2 separate regions of the Mus musculus genome follow, and region 2 is linked to region 1. The links are chromatin contacts, called in public HiChIP or PLAC-seq maps. All regions are on one chromosome and are shown on one strand. The core of a region is the stretch at or near the end of the contact, and the rest is flanking DNA. Distances in the headings are between cores, read along the strand shown.

What was found. HiChIP or PLAC-seq counts read pairs in DNA pulled down with a chosen protein or histone mark.
Region 2: a contact with region 1 is called in an H3K27ac HiChIP or PLAC-seq map of embryonic stem cells, with 4 times the contacts expected there. The contact joins two enhancer-like sites. A contact is called at or near these places in 3 of 484 Hi-C or Micro-C datasets (cerebral cortex, liver and nephron progenitors) and 3 of 115 datasets of contacts at active chromatin or transcription factors (effector CD8 T cells and embryonic stem cells).

The regions. Positions count from the first base shown.
Region 1 is chr17:83,463,613-83,469,393 of GRCm38.p6, forward strand. The region is part of intron 19 of Eml4 (echinoderm microtubule associated protein like 4); the gene reads left to right. Gm46594 (a long non-coding RNA gene) reads right to left here. Exons shown (of 3, transcript XR_003952356.1): 1 at 1,126-5,781. Among named protein-coding and RNA genes, the nearest start is that of Gm46594, 6.5 kb to the right of the region's middle. Within about 2 kb of position 3,504, at least 5 of the 459 cell types and tissues checked have an H3K27ac peak or open chromatin away from gene starts, as enhancers often do. A contact at or near this core is called in embryonic stem cells, where this site is marked.
Region 2 is chr17:83,805,674-83,811,454 of GRCm38.p6, forward strand. The region is part of intron 16 of Mta3 (metastasis associated 3); the gene reads left to right. Among named protein-coding and RNA genes, the nearest start is that of Gm41637, 18 kb to the right of the region's middle. Within about 2 kb of position 2,513, at least 76 of the 459 cell types and tissues checked have an H3K27ac peak or open chromatin away from gene starts, as enhancers often do. A contact at or near this core is called in embryonic stem cells, where this site is marked.

The DNA of each region.
Region 1 (5,781 bases), core at 2,254-4,753:
ATGAATGACCTAAGTGACACAGTGATTGAAAGATATTCTGTTATGAGGAGAATTAAATGTTCATAGTGACATAGCTGTTACTCTCCTAATAGCTGCTTTAAACTCTATTTCTGTGAAAACTGAGAATGCCTGAACTGGGACATGGTGAGTCAGTCCCTTGCCTCGGTCCCCAGTACATCATAAACCAGGTATGGTGGCACACACCTGGGATCCCATGTCTTGGCATACGGGGGCAGAAGAATCGGTATTCAGGGTCATCCCCAGCTACACAATAAATTTGAGACCACCATGGGCTACTGGAGACCATATCTCAGTAAAAAGGAGTGAGAGACCTCGAGAGATGGCTCAGAAGTAAGGAATGCTGCTCCTTCAGGGACCTGATTGTCATTGCCAGTCTGATATTGAGCTGTTGTCAACCACCTATAACTCCAGGTCCAGGGAATCCATTGCCCTCTCTGGGCACACACATATACATAATTAAATCAATCTCTTTTAAAAATAAAATTGTGATTACCTAACTGGAGAACACAGTTGCCTATCTCTTCCTTACATTTGAGTTCAGCATTTCTCTCCCTCTAACTAGTATTAAGAGTTTATTTAATGTTTGACACAGGTTTCTCTGTTTAACCCTGGCTGTCCTTGAGCTTAGTAAGTAATGTAATGTGGTAATATTTTGCATTTAAGACAGTTAGCTGAAATGGATTTCCATATTCTGAAGGTAAAAGGTCATCTTTAAAAGATGAAAATTAAATTCTATAGATAATCTGCATGGTTACTGTAAGGTAGGAACTCTGCTCACACTAAAGAAAGGGCCTAGGCACCAAGACTATCTGGAAGATGTGTCCCTTTGTCCTCAAGAGGTACAGGTGCCAGGCATGGTAGCACTCATCTGTAGTTCCAGGCCAGCTGGGGCACTCAGCAAAGAGCCAAGAAGAAAAGGAAAACAAACCAAGCACACCGCCACCGAGAAGTCTAGCTGAAAGGGCAGCTGCAGCTCAGTGCGGGTTACCTGCCAGCGTATCTGATGCCTAGCTTCACTCTCACACGGGATGGGAATGAAGAGTAGGGAGGTAATAGGCCGTGGTGGCTACAGACACAGACTGCATCAGACATCAGACTCCTTACCTGAATTTCACTTACTCACTTGGACACGAGTGTGGCCTTGAACAGGTTACTCTAACCTTCTGTTTCAGTCTTCTCACCTGTAAAGTAAGGATAATAGTAGTTTCTACTTCACAGGATTAAAAGAAGCTAATGCAGGGCTGAGGACATGGCTCAGTAAGTAAGAGTGTTTAGTGTGCAAGCATGAAGACTGAGTTTGAATTACCAGCACCCCCATAAAACGCTGGGCATGGACATGCATGCCTGTAACCCAGCGCTGGGGAGTAGACAGGAGGATCACTGGGATTCACTGACTTATAGCCTAGCTCCAGCTTACATGACAGACCCTGTTTCAAGGGACAAGGCAGACACTAGCTGGCCCCCATATATATATACAGCACACAGGGAGGGAAGGAAGAAGCAGCAGCAAAGCGAATGTGTGTAAAGAACTGAGGCTGGTGTCTGGCGTATAAATACTCAGTAAATGTTCAAAATGGAGTAACTTAGCATGTGTGCTAGGAAATTATTCAGAATTAGCAAATGACGTGATGAATTAGCATGGTGGCACAAATCCTTTGATAGTCTTGATAAAACAATTCACTCACGTGCATAAATAAAGAATTAGTTCTTCTAAACACACATGTAGTGTGGGGCTGAAAATTATTTTACTTATTTTACACAGATTGACTATGCTTTACTTAAAATGCTTAGCACCAGAAGTGTTTCAGCTTTCAGGTTTCTGGCATTTCGAATATTTATATTTTCATTATAAGAGATCTTAGGGCCAAATTGAAGTAGAAACACTGATTCGTCCGTTTCTTACACTCAGAGCACAGAGATAAGGTTATACAGTGTGTTTAGTACACTTGTGTTTTGACCCACCTATCACACAAGCTTATAAAGTTCTAGATTGTTAAGCATTTCGGACATTCGCATTCGGAGTTTTCAGTTTGCTTATCCTGGCAGCGCAGACCTGTGCTCTTAGCAGTCTGGAGGCAGCGGCAAGAACATTGGTCACAAGATCAAGGCCAAGCAGGTCTACATAATGAGACTATCTCAGAAAAGAAAATAAGAATGTTGGACTTGTATGAGCAAAGACTTAGTGTTTGAGAAGAGAGATTTGTTTATTACTGCTCCATATGTTTTATACCATACCCTAAAACCAGTCCACTTATAAACTGGTCTACAAGCAATCTGAGATACTTGCAGAACTTAATTTAAAAATATTTTCTTTCTTTTGAAAACAAGTTACAAATCATTGTTTGCATCTTTTAATTAATTTATCAACTTAATGTCTGTAGTATATTAAAAAAGATTTAAAAAAAAAAAAGATATTCCAACTCAGCTGGAAAGTGCTCGTCCTGCGAACTTGAGGGCCTTGGGTAGAGCCCAGAACCTTGGTTTAAGCATAAGAAGCTAGGCGTGGTGGTGCTGGATTGTAATTCCTGCCCTGTGCGTGCAGAAACTGGCAGGTCACTGGGATTCACTGCCCACCAGCCTAGCCTATTTGGTGAGTTCCAGACTGGTGAAGAAATGTGAGGTTGTCATCTGGCCTCCGTGTGTATATGTGCATTCACATGGAACATATGCACACACACATACAAAGAAAAAAGGAAAAACTATTTCACTATGAGGATTTTTTAACTTAACCATGGTAGGCTGTAAGTTGTTTGACTATCACGTGCAGGATTTGTGTGTGAGTGCATGTGCACAGTGCACATTGGAGGCGAGAGGACAGCTCTGCATGGCTTCCAGTGCTGGGACACAAGTTCATGGCACGCAGGTCTATAACCACTGAGCCATCTCACTGCCTAACTTTAAATCATGCTTCAGTTTGTAACCTCTTGACAGAAATAAACAGGCCCCAAAGCTTATTTAATAAATAGGGCATAGGAAATATGATTTAACCTTACAGAACCTATATTTTGTTTGTTTGGATGGTTTGTTTTGAGACAGGAACTTCTTATGTGGCCCAGGCCGGCCTCAGCCTCCTGCATCCTAGGACTGTGGAGGTGCACCACCTCACAGAGATGGAGTGGGAATCTGGCTTTAGAGTTGGCTGCAGTGTGGGCTACTTGCTTATTAACTCAGTCCTCCTTTTGCAGTTGTCTTGATATCATGGCAGATCTAGAACTTAAAGTTTTCCTCATTTGCCATCAAGGACAGACTGTGCAGTGCTTATGATCCTCAGAGTGTGTTTTATTATTACCATGTGTTGTATTACCATGTGACTTACCCAGCAGAGAAAAAAAATAGTGGCGTCTAACAGCTGACAAGCAGAAGGACCTTGGAAATGTTGGGAAATGACAGTCCATTAATCACATGAGACAGTCTCAGGACCTGTGTGCGTACACAGAGCCGTTAGGGCTGTGACGGTGGGCACGGCTCTTGCAGGCAGCCTGTGTTTCTGTCCCTGCTCTGTCTACCCCACCGCCTGCTCAGATGCTACTGTTGCTCTGTCTGCTATTAGAGGACAAACTGGACCAGGCTGGATCAGCCACCTACTAACTTGTGACTTCAAGCAAATTGATAGCTTCTCTGAATCTTATTTTCATAAAATTGAATTTTAATAGTTCCTTTCTTAAAATGGTACAGCTAGAGCTCAGGATTCAAATGCAGATGCTGGCCCCTCCTTCCAGTCGTTTTCCTGATTGTATGCAAAGGGATTAGTAAAGAAGCCACGCCATAGTCCGGCTAAGGGAAAGGTTTTTATTGTTGGGGGAGCATGCTGAATATGGCCAGAGCTAGGGAAGCAAGAGAGACAGCATAGCGAGCGAGGGAATTGCGGGGAGACCAGCCAGAGGGGTGTGAAGAGAGTGGGGATCTAAGGGTGCTCGCTTTAATGTCTAACATGGGGATGGAGGGAGCATGGAGGTCAGGCGTGGGCTTTGTTATTTAGGTAAGGGAAATGACCCCTCCTGGCAATAGGAACCAGGTTCACCAGCTCCTAAGGAGTGCTGGCTTACACAGCTGTCAGCAAGCCTTCTGTAGCCCACCGTGGGCTCTGGGTATATGCACTGGTTGTTGTACTGCCCGAGACCTAACACTGATACTGGCCAACGTTTACATGAACAGTGGAGCAAAAAAAAGAAAGAGACAGACTAGAGTGTTAGGAAATAACCCGTGTAATAGAGTATAACCATTCTGAGCAGCTGCAGTCTTCCTCCCTGTGGTGTTATTGTGTGTGGACATGTTATTTCATAGATGATGGGGCAACGCAAGGATGCAAATCTGAGCGCTCTAGTACAGGGCAGCAGGCAGGTTTAAGTGTCCCTACACATTGTCCTTCCAGAAACAAAATATGAGTGATGGTTCCACTGGGCAGCACTCAACAAGATACCTACCTTTTCTCTTTCCAAAAACATTATTTTACAATTATTTTTTAATTGTTTATTTTGTGGACCATTAAATGTTTTTATTGTTTTTTGTGTCCTGATTCATCTAAACTTCCTAGAAATCTCAAAGAAAATAAACCACAAAAGCACCTCAGATTTGAATAGAGTTATGTGCTTTGCAGTTACTATAGTAGATTATACAAAGTACTCCTAGCTTTAAAATTACAGTACTGTCAGGCGGTGAGGGTGTATGACTTTAGTTCAAGCACTTGGGAGGCAGAGATAGGCAGAGCTCTATGGGTTTGAGGCTACCCTGGTCGACAGAATGAGTTCCAGGATAGCCAGGGCTACACAGAGAAACCCTGTCTTGAAAAATCAAACAAATAAAATTAGTGATATAGACTGCTGTAACCAATAAGTCCTGCTCAAATCACCCCAGCAGAAGCCGTGTAAGACACTAAGAGACACACACACACAGCCTTCTATATTAATATGCCTTAAAGAGCTCAATGGCTGGGCCATTCCCAAACTTCCACGTGGCTTGCACCTCCCCTCCAATACTCCTGGGCTGTTACTTAATAAAATCTATATTCCATTTTTGCTGTCCTAGACTAATGGGGGCAGGGGCTGGGGCTGCTCTTCCAGGCTCTTCCATGATTGCTGTGCTCTCCCTCCTGCACCCTCAGGCCTGGTCTCTCTCCTTTCCCGACACTGCGGTTCTCAGTCCTCTCTCTGTCTCTGCCCTCAAATCCTAAAGTCCCATCTCTGTCTCCCTGCCCAGCCATTGGCCGCTGGCCATTTTATTTACCAATTAAAAACAACTAGGTCAGGGACCCTCAACGTTTTACATGCAGATTTTTGTGGACTTTTGGGAACATAGGTAATAATACAAGCATTAGATCAAATCTACTGTCCCCCTTTTCATCCATTAAAAGGCCTTTCTCTCGGATATACATTGAACATAGTAACAGGTATACTATAAGGTATAATATATACTAATAATGTCCAGGCAATCAATTTTGCCAGTTTTAGGTACACTATTCTAACATCTATCCTAACTTAAAAGAGTTTACAATTTTATATCTGAATTGTTTTGATTTTCACTTGCATTACCATCTGAAACCTTCCTTTTCAAATCTAGACCATCTTCCTCAGTGCTAAACAACTTCAGTTTGATTATGAGACTATAGCTAGTCTTCAGCCCTGTCAGAGATGTGAGGATGAATTAAATATTACCTGAATACATAGGAAGGACACAAACATAGCTTCCAAAACTTAAACAATTTATATAGACAGCTGACTTCCTCAAAACGTTGGAGCATCTGTCTTCAGCCTTCTGGCCCAG
Region 2 (5,781 bases), core at 1,263-3,762, 340 kb after region 1:
CATCGCAGGTTTACACAAACACTGTCAGGGCAGTAAGAACTTTGGCTCCCTGTCCCTCGTGTGCCTGACAAGGAGGCAGTAGAAGACCAAGCAAAGAGGAGGTCAGAGGGAGAAATGGGATTTCGTTTCAGCTTCTCCTCACCCACAGAGGGGCCTTGGGCTCAGACTTAAAGGAGTATTGGCTCCTTTCTTTCCACCTAGGCATGTCCTCTGCTTCCCTGAGTCCTGCTGCAGAGCAGAAAGTAGGTTGTGCTCTCTCCTCTCCCTCCTCCTCCTCGTCTTTCTCTTCCTCCTCCTCCTCCTCCTCCTTTCTGAGATAGGCTGGTCTTAAACTTACTATGGAGTTAAAGACTAATCTTGAGAGTCTGTTCTTCGGCCCCTCCCTCCCAGGGGCTGGGTACAGGTGTGTGCCATCATGCCCATTTTAGGTAGTGTGGGGGGGATCGAACCCAGGGTTCTATATCTGCTAGCTACATGCGTCTGTCACCTCCCTCACTGCTGTGTCAGAAATACCTACCAAGAAGCAACTTAAGGGCTGGTGAGATGGCCCAGTCAGTACAGTACCTACCACACATGTGTAAGAGCCTGGGTTGGATCCCAGCTCCCACCTAAAAGCCAGGTGTCGTGTGTCTGCAGCTTTAGCAGAGGTGTGTGTGTGTGTGTGTGTGTGTGTGTGTGTGTGTGTGTGTGTGTGTGTGTGTAGACAGATCCCTAAAGCTCTCACACACCTGCACATACATGTACCTACTTGAACATATACATCCACATATTCATACCCACAAAAAAAAACAACTTTTAAAGAAAGGAACTTAAAGAAGGGAGGTTTTATTTTGTTCACAGAGCCAGGGAATATAGTCCAGCGAGATGAGGAAGGCACGGGGCAGGCCTGAGTGGCATCTGGTCACATTGCATCTGCGAAATGCAGTCAACAGGAAATGGGGCCAGAGTGTAAGACCCCAGTGGTCTGCTTCCTCCGCCTACTAAACCTTCTGCAGCTCCCCAGACAGGGCCACTGTGTGTGGACCAAGTGGTGGAATGCAGAACTTATGGGGACATTGCACATTCAAGCCACAGCACCAGACAAGCAGTCCACCAGTGTGCCACACCCCCAGCCCTTCACCAGTCTCTGCAGTAACCAGTGCTGGAAGTCTCCCTCGCACCTCACACGGCCGCTCTGCAGCCAGGTCCAGACCTGTACGGCAGCTCCGGTCAGGTCATCTCTTCAGCACCTGGTGCCCAGCATCATGGCCCTCTTCTCCTTGGGGCTTCGCCTCCAGAGCAGCTTGCCCTGCTTCTCACTGAATGAATGCAGGCTGTTGCAAGGTCACTGCCTCTGCACTCTGAAGAGGACGCAGGGGCACAGCACGCATGAGTTCCTGACGCCATACTGACCAAGTCAGCAGCTCGCCGCGGGTGACACCTGCCTCGTTTCCCAAAGATACCCAGTCTTTTCTTCAAAACTCTTTGATCCGCTGTCGCAGCTCAAAAAGGAGGCTGGTGACAACATGCCTTGCCGTGTGCTAGCCAACTAACCTGTGCCTTCCCATTCGGTTCACGCAAAAAGATCTCTGGTTGGGATGGGTTTGTTAGGGCACACAATTGTATCTCTGTGCCCAGAGCCTGGCACTTAGGTGCACAATATAAATTATACAAAGGAAAGTGTTGAAGAAAACAGACCTAGTGCAGTGGATTGTAATTCCCCAGTTTACCAAATATGGGCACAGATGGACTCTAAGTCAAGGACAACGAGTTTCAGAATCACTCTCTAGTAACTGCTCCAGCAAGCAGAGAGTGTGGTGGTCCACACACGAGCCCTAGCACTCAGGAGGAAGTGGTGGGAGGAGTCTTTAGACCTGCCCAGGTTACGTACCCAGACTCTTATCTTAAAGCAGAAGGGGCTGGCGAGACCGCTCAGGAGTTAGAATCATACTCTCTCTGCAGAAGACACAGCACACGTGCCTGGTGGCTCACAGGGGCCTTTAACTCCCACTTCCTCTTCCACCTTCACTGCAGTCGTGTGCACATAGCCCCTCACACATAATTAAAAATAAGATAAAAACTTTTAAACATGCTTCTCTTTATTTTTGGTTGTGAGCCCAGCGGAGCCATCTTTCCAGCCCGAAAATATTTTTTAAAAGCAATGTGAGTACTATTTAGAAATAGGAACTATAATGGCTCCTCGGCCTTTGGGCTAAGATCAAGTGTAGAAATAGAAGCTATATTAACTGTTTTAACAGCTAAGTTATTATAAGACATCAATAGAACAACAGCTGGACGGTAGAGCAGACCAACTAACACGGCGAATGTCCTTGAGTTCAAAGGGCACAGAAACTGGAAGTATCTCAATTTAGAAGCTTTCAGAGGATATACCAGGCGGTGATGGTCCAGAACTCGGGAGGCAGAGGCAGGCAGATCTCTTGAGTTCGAGGCCAGCCTGGTCTACCAAGCTAGTTCCAGGACAGCTAGAGCTACACTGAATGGCTAGGACTGGAACAAGCTGCTTGTGCTAACAGGGTGTGGCTGACTGGAACAGAAGGATACTTGTAGCTCTCTAGCGCCCCCTTCTGGGAGAAGAGGGAGCCGTGGCAAAGGATTTTTTTTTTTTTAAGAGACTTGGTCTCAAGTGTCAGGAAGCCATCAGAGGGATAAATTTGGTGCCTTGAGGCCATACTGCTACAGAAACAGATTCCTAGTGGGCCCTTTCCTTGGAACAGTGACCGTGTTTCTTATTCTCTCAGGATCCAGGTCCTGACTAACCTCAGTGCTGGATAATATCTGGTTAGTGTAGTAAGTTTCCATCTCCTAGTTCTATTATCAAATACCAAAGCAGGTACAGATTCACGGGGAAAAGCCTTACCCCGTGTGATACAATGTTGAAACCAATTAGCACAGGTACTTAATTACCACAGCCAACAGATGGACAAGACTGTGAAGATAGGGGAAACTAATTTGGCTGCAGACAACCTGCTTCCAGTGAGTGTCCCGCCTCCCAGCTTCCTGTCTCTTCTCTGTCACTCATCTCCCCTCCTGTCCTTGCCTCTCAGGTGCTTTTTTTACTTTTAGGCAGGAAATCGCTGTGTAGCTTACGATCCCACGGAGTTCCAAGTGTATGTCCCTTGGTTCTGTATTTCTGGGCCCGAGGTGAGGTTGGAACATCATAGCAGCAGAAACATAAGCCAGCATTGTTGACCACAGCGGCAGGCAGCAAGCACAGGTGGACTTCCGGTTCCCGGTGGTGGGAGCTCTTGATATTTGCAAGAAGGAATTTTTTTTCAGACATTTAAAAAAAATGGTTTTTCGTTCTTTTGAGACAAGATGCCATGTATCCTAGCTTCCCTCAAACGCCAGATGTAGCAAAGGTGCCAGCATGCCTAGTGTCTACAGTACTGGGGTCTAACCTAGGGCCTTGTGCACCAACACACATTTATTTTGGGGGAAGCAGTCTACAGCTGAGCTCCATTCTAGATCACCTTGTCACACACACACACACACACACACCCTCCCCTACCCCCAAATAGACAGACAATTTCATACTGCTTTCCTGAAAGTTTCTGTCTTTTACTTGGCCCTGGTACAGACTAGGGTCAGAGAACAAGCACTGAGTGTGGGTTAAGCCAGTCCTAAGGCGTCGGACCACATACAGCACCCACCCAACGGAACTGACTCCACCCAACGGAACTGACTCCACCCAACAGAACTGACTCTGCCAGTGCAGACGGGCTCATGTGTCAGAAGCCTCGGTGCAGGGAGCTGGAAAGGCAGGGTTGATCTGACAGTCATACCGCGCAGATATGTTCAGTGTGGTACGTCCTAGTGTCGGGCCCTGTGCTGTCACCCACCCATTTGCCGACATACTTAGAGGTGCTTTGATGTCATTTGCATTGCTGGCAGACAGAGAACCTGCTACAGGGGTTCCACTACGTTAATGCCCAGTTATCAGGGATAGGCCCTTTAAGGGAAGCTCTCTGTGCCTCTGAGAGCGCAAGAAAGGGCGGCGGGGCAGGGGAATAGAGGCATTTGTACCATGGGCAGTGGAGACAGGTAGCCAAGTGTTTGCAGGAGCTGCAATGAATCTCGGACTTCTCCCTCCTGCTCCCGTGAGGCCTTTGGCTTCTTCACACCTGTTTTCTCCTCTTTCAATCTGTAAAGTGGTGATGGCATCCGCCTTACAGAGCTGCTCTCACGATGACATCATTTATACTTTTATATCATTTCATCATTTCATTTCAGTAGTGGAGAAAAAAAAAATCAACAGCCCAGAGAGGTTTAGTGACTCACCCAAAGTCACATCGTTAATGGGTAACTGCGGTGGGATTTGAACTCCCAATCTTGTGTCGTCCTCTAGGTGAACAAGGACCCTGGGCTGTGCTGAGTGAGGCATGCTCTTGGGTGATGTTCATGTTTCCTGGGTATAAGAGTCGAGTGTCTGTTTGCAAATACATAGGAAAATGCAGTGGGTATTCGGGAATCTTTTGGTTTCATTTCATTTTGTTTGTTTCTTACTCAGACTGAAGGTCTAACAGAAACCTGTGGGCTCCATTCTCTGGCTCCCAAAGCCTCTCCTTCCGTGTCTCACCCCTGTAGTGTTTCCTTTCCGGCTTTCAGGAGAGTGGAAAAAAAGAGAAGAGAAAATGCAAAGAGTCACTTGAAGGTAGAAGGTGTTTAAATGAAGTCTGCTGCCTCTGACTCATAGTGGGTGCTCAGTAAGTGTTAAGGTTCTATCTGCAGTGTGGACCTATAGCTCAGTTGGAAAAAGGGCCAGTCCTGCCAGCACAAGGGCCTGCATCTCATCTACAGAACTCACTTTTGAAAGCAGGGGTGTGGCGGAGAGACCTGGGCGTGGTAGTGAACGCCTTTGATCCCAGCACATAGGAGGCAAGCCGAACTCTGAATTCACGGCCAGCCTGGTCTACAGAGTGAGTTCCAGGACAGCCAGAGCTACATAGAGAAATTGTCTCTGAAAATCAGAACTGGGGTGTGAGGGGCACTCTGGATAAATGGCTCAGCAGATAAGAGCACTGGCCGTTTTTCCAGATTTGATTCTCAGAACCTTCATGGCAGCCCACAACCATCTACAACTCTACTCCCAGGGGATCTAATGACCTCTTCTGGCCTCCGAGGACACCAAGCACCCATGTGCCACACAGACAGACATGTAGACAAAGCACCCATAAGCATAAGTAAATATAGTTTTAAGAAGACACCTGTTCATAATCCTGCTCAAGGAAGATCAATCCCTGGGACTTTCCAGCCATTCAGCCTGGCCGTCTTGGTGAATTCCAGGCCACCATCTCAAACAAACAAACAAACAAACAAACACAAAACAGAACACACAAAACCAAACAAAATAGGCAACACCTAAGGAGCATAGCCAAGGTTGACTTCCGGTCTCTGTGTGTACACACACACACAGAGTAGCTCTCCAGTGAGTAAGGTGGTACACACCTGTTATCCCAGCATTTAGGAGCCATCCTCTCCATAGTAGCAAGTTTGAAGACAGCCTGGGCTATATAAGAGCCTATCACACACACACACAAAGAGAAGAGAAGAGAAGAGAAGAGAAGAGAAGAGAAGAGAAGAGAAGAGAAGAGAAGAGAAGAGAAGAGAAGAGAAAGGAAAGGAAAGGAAAGGAAAAGAAAAAGAGAGGAAGAAAGGAAGGACGATGGAGGAGGAGGACTTGGAAAATAGCTATTAAAGTTTTATTTGGAAGAGGAAAGCTAGGATATCAACCAGTTTTATAGTTATGTGAATTATATATTATATATAAATTAAATGTCAGCT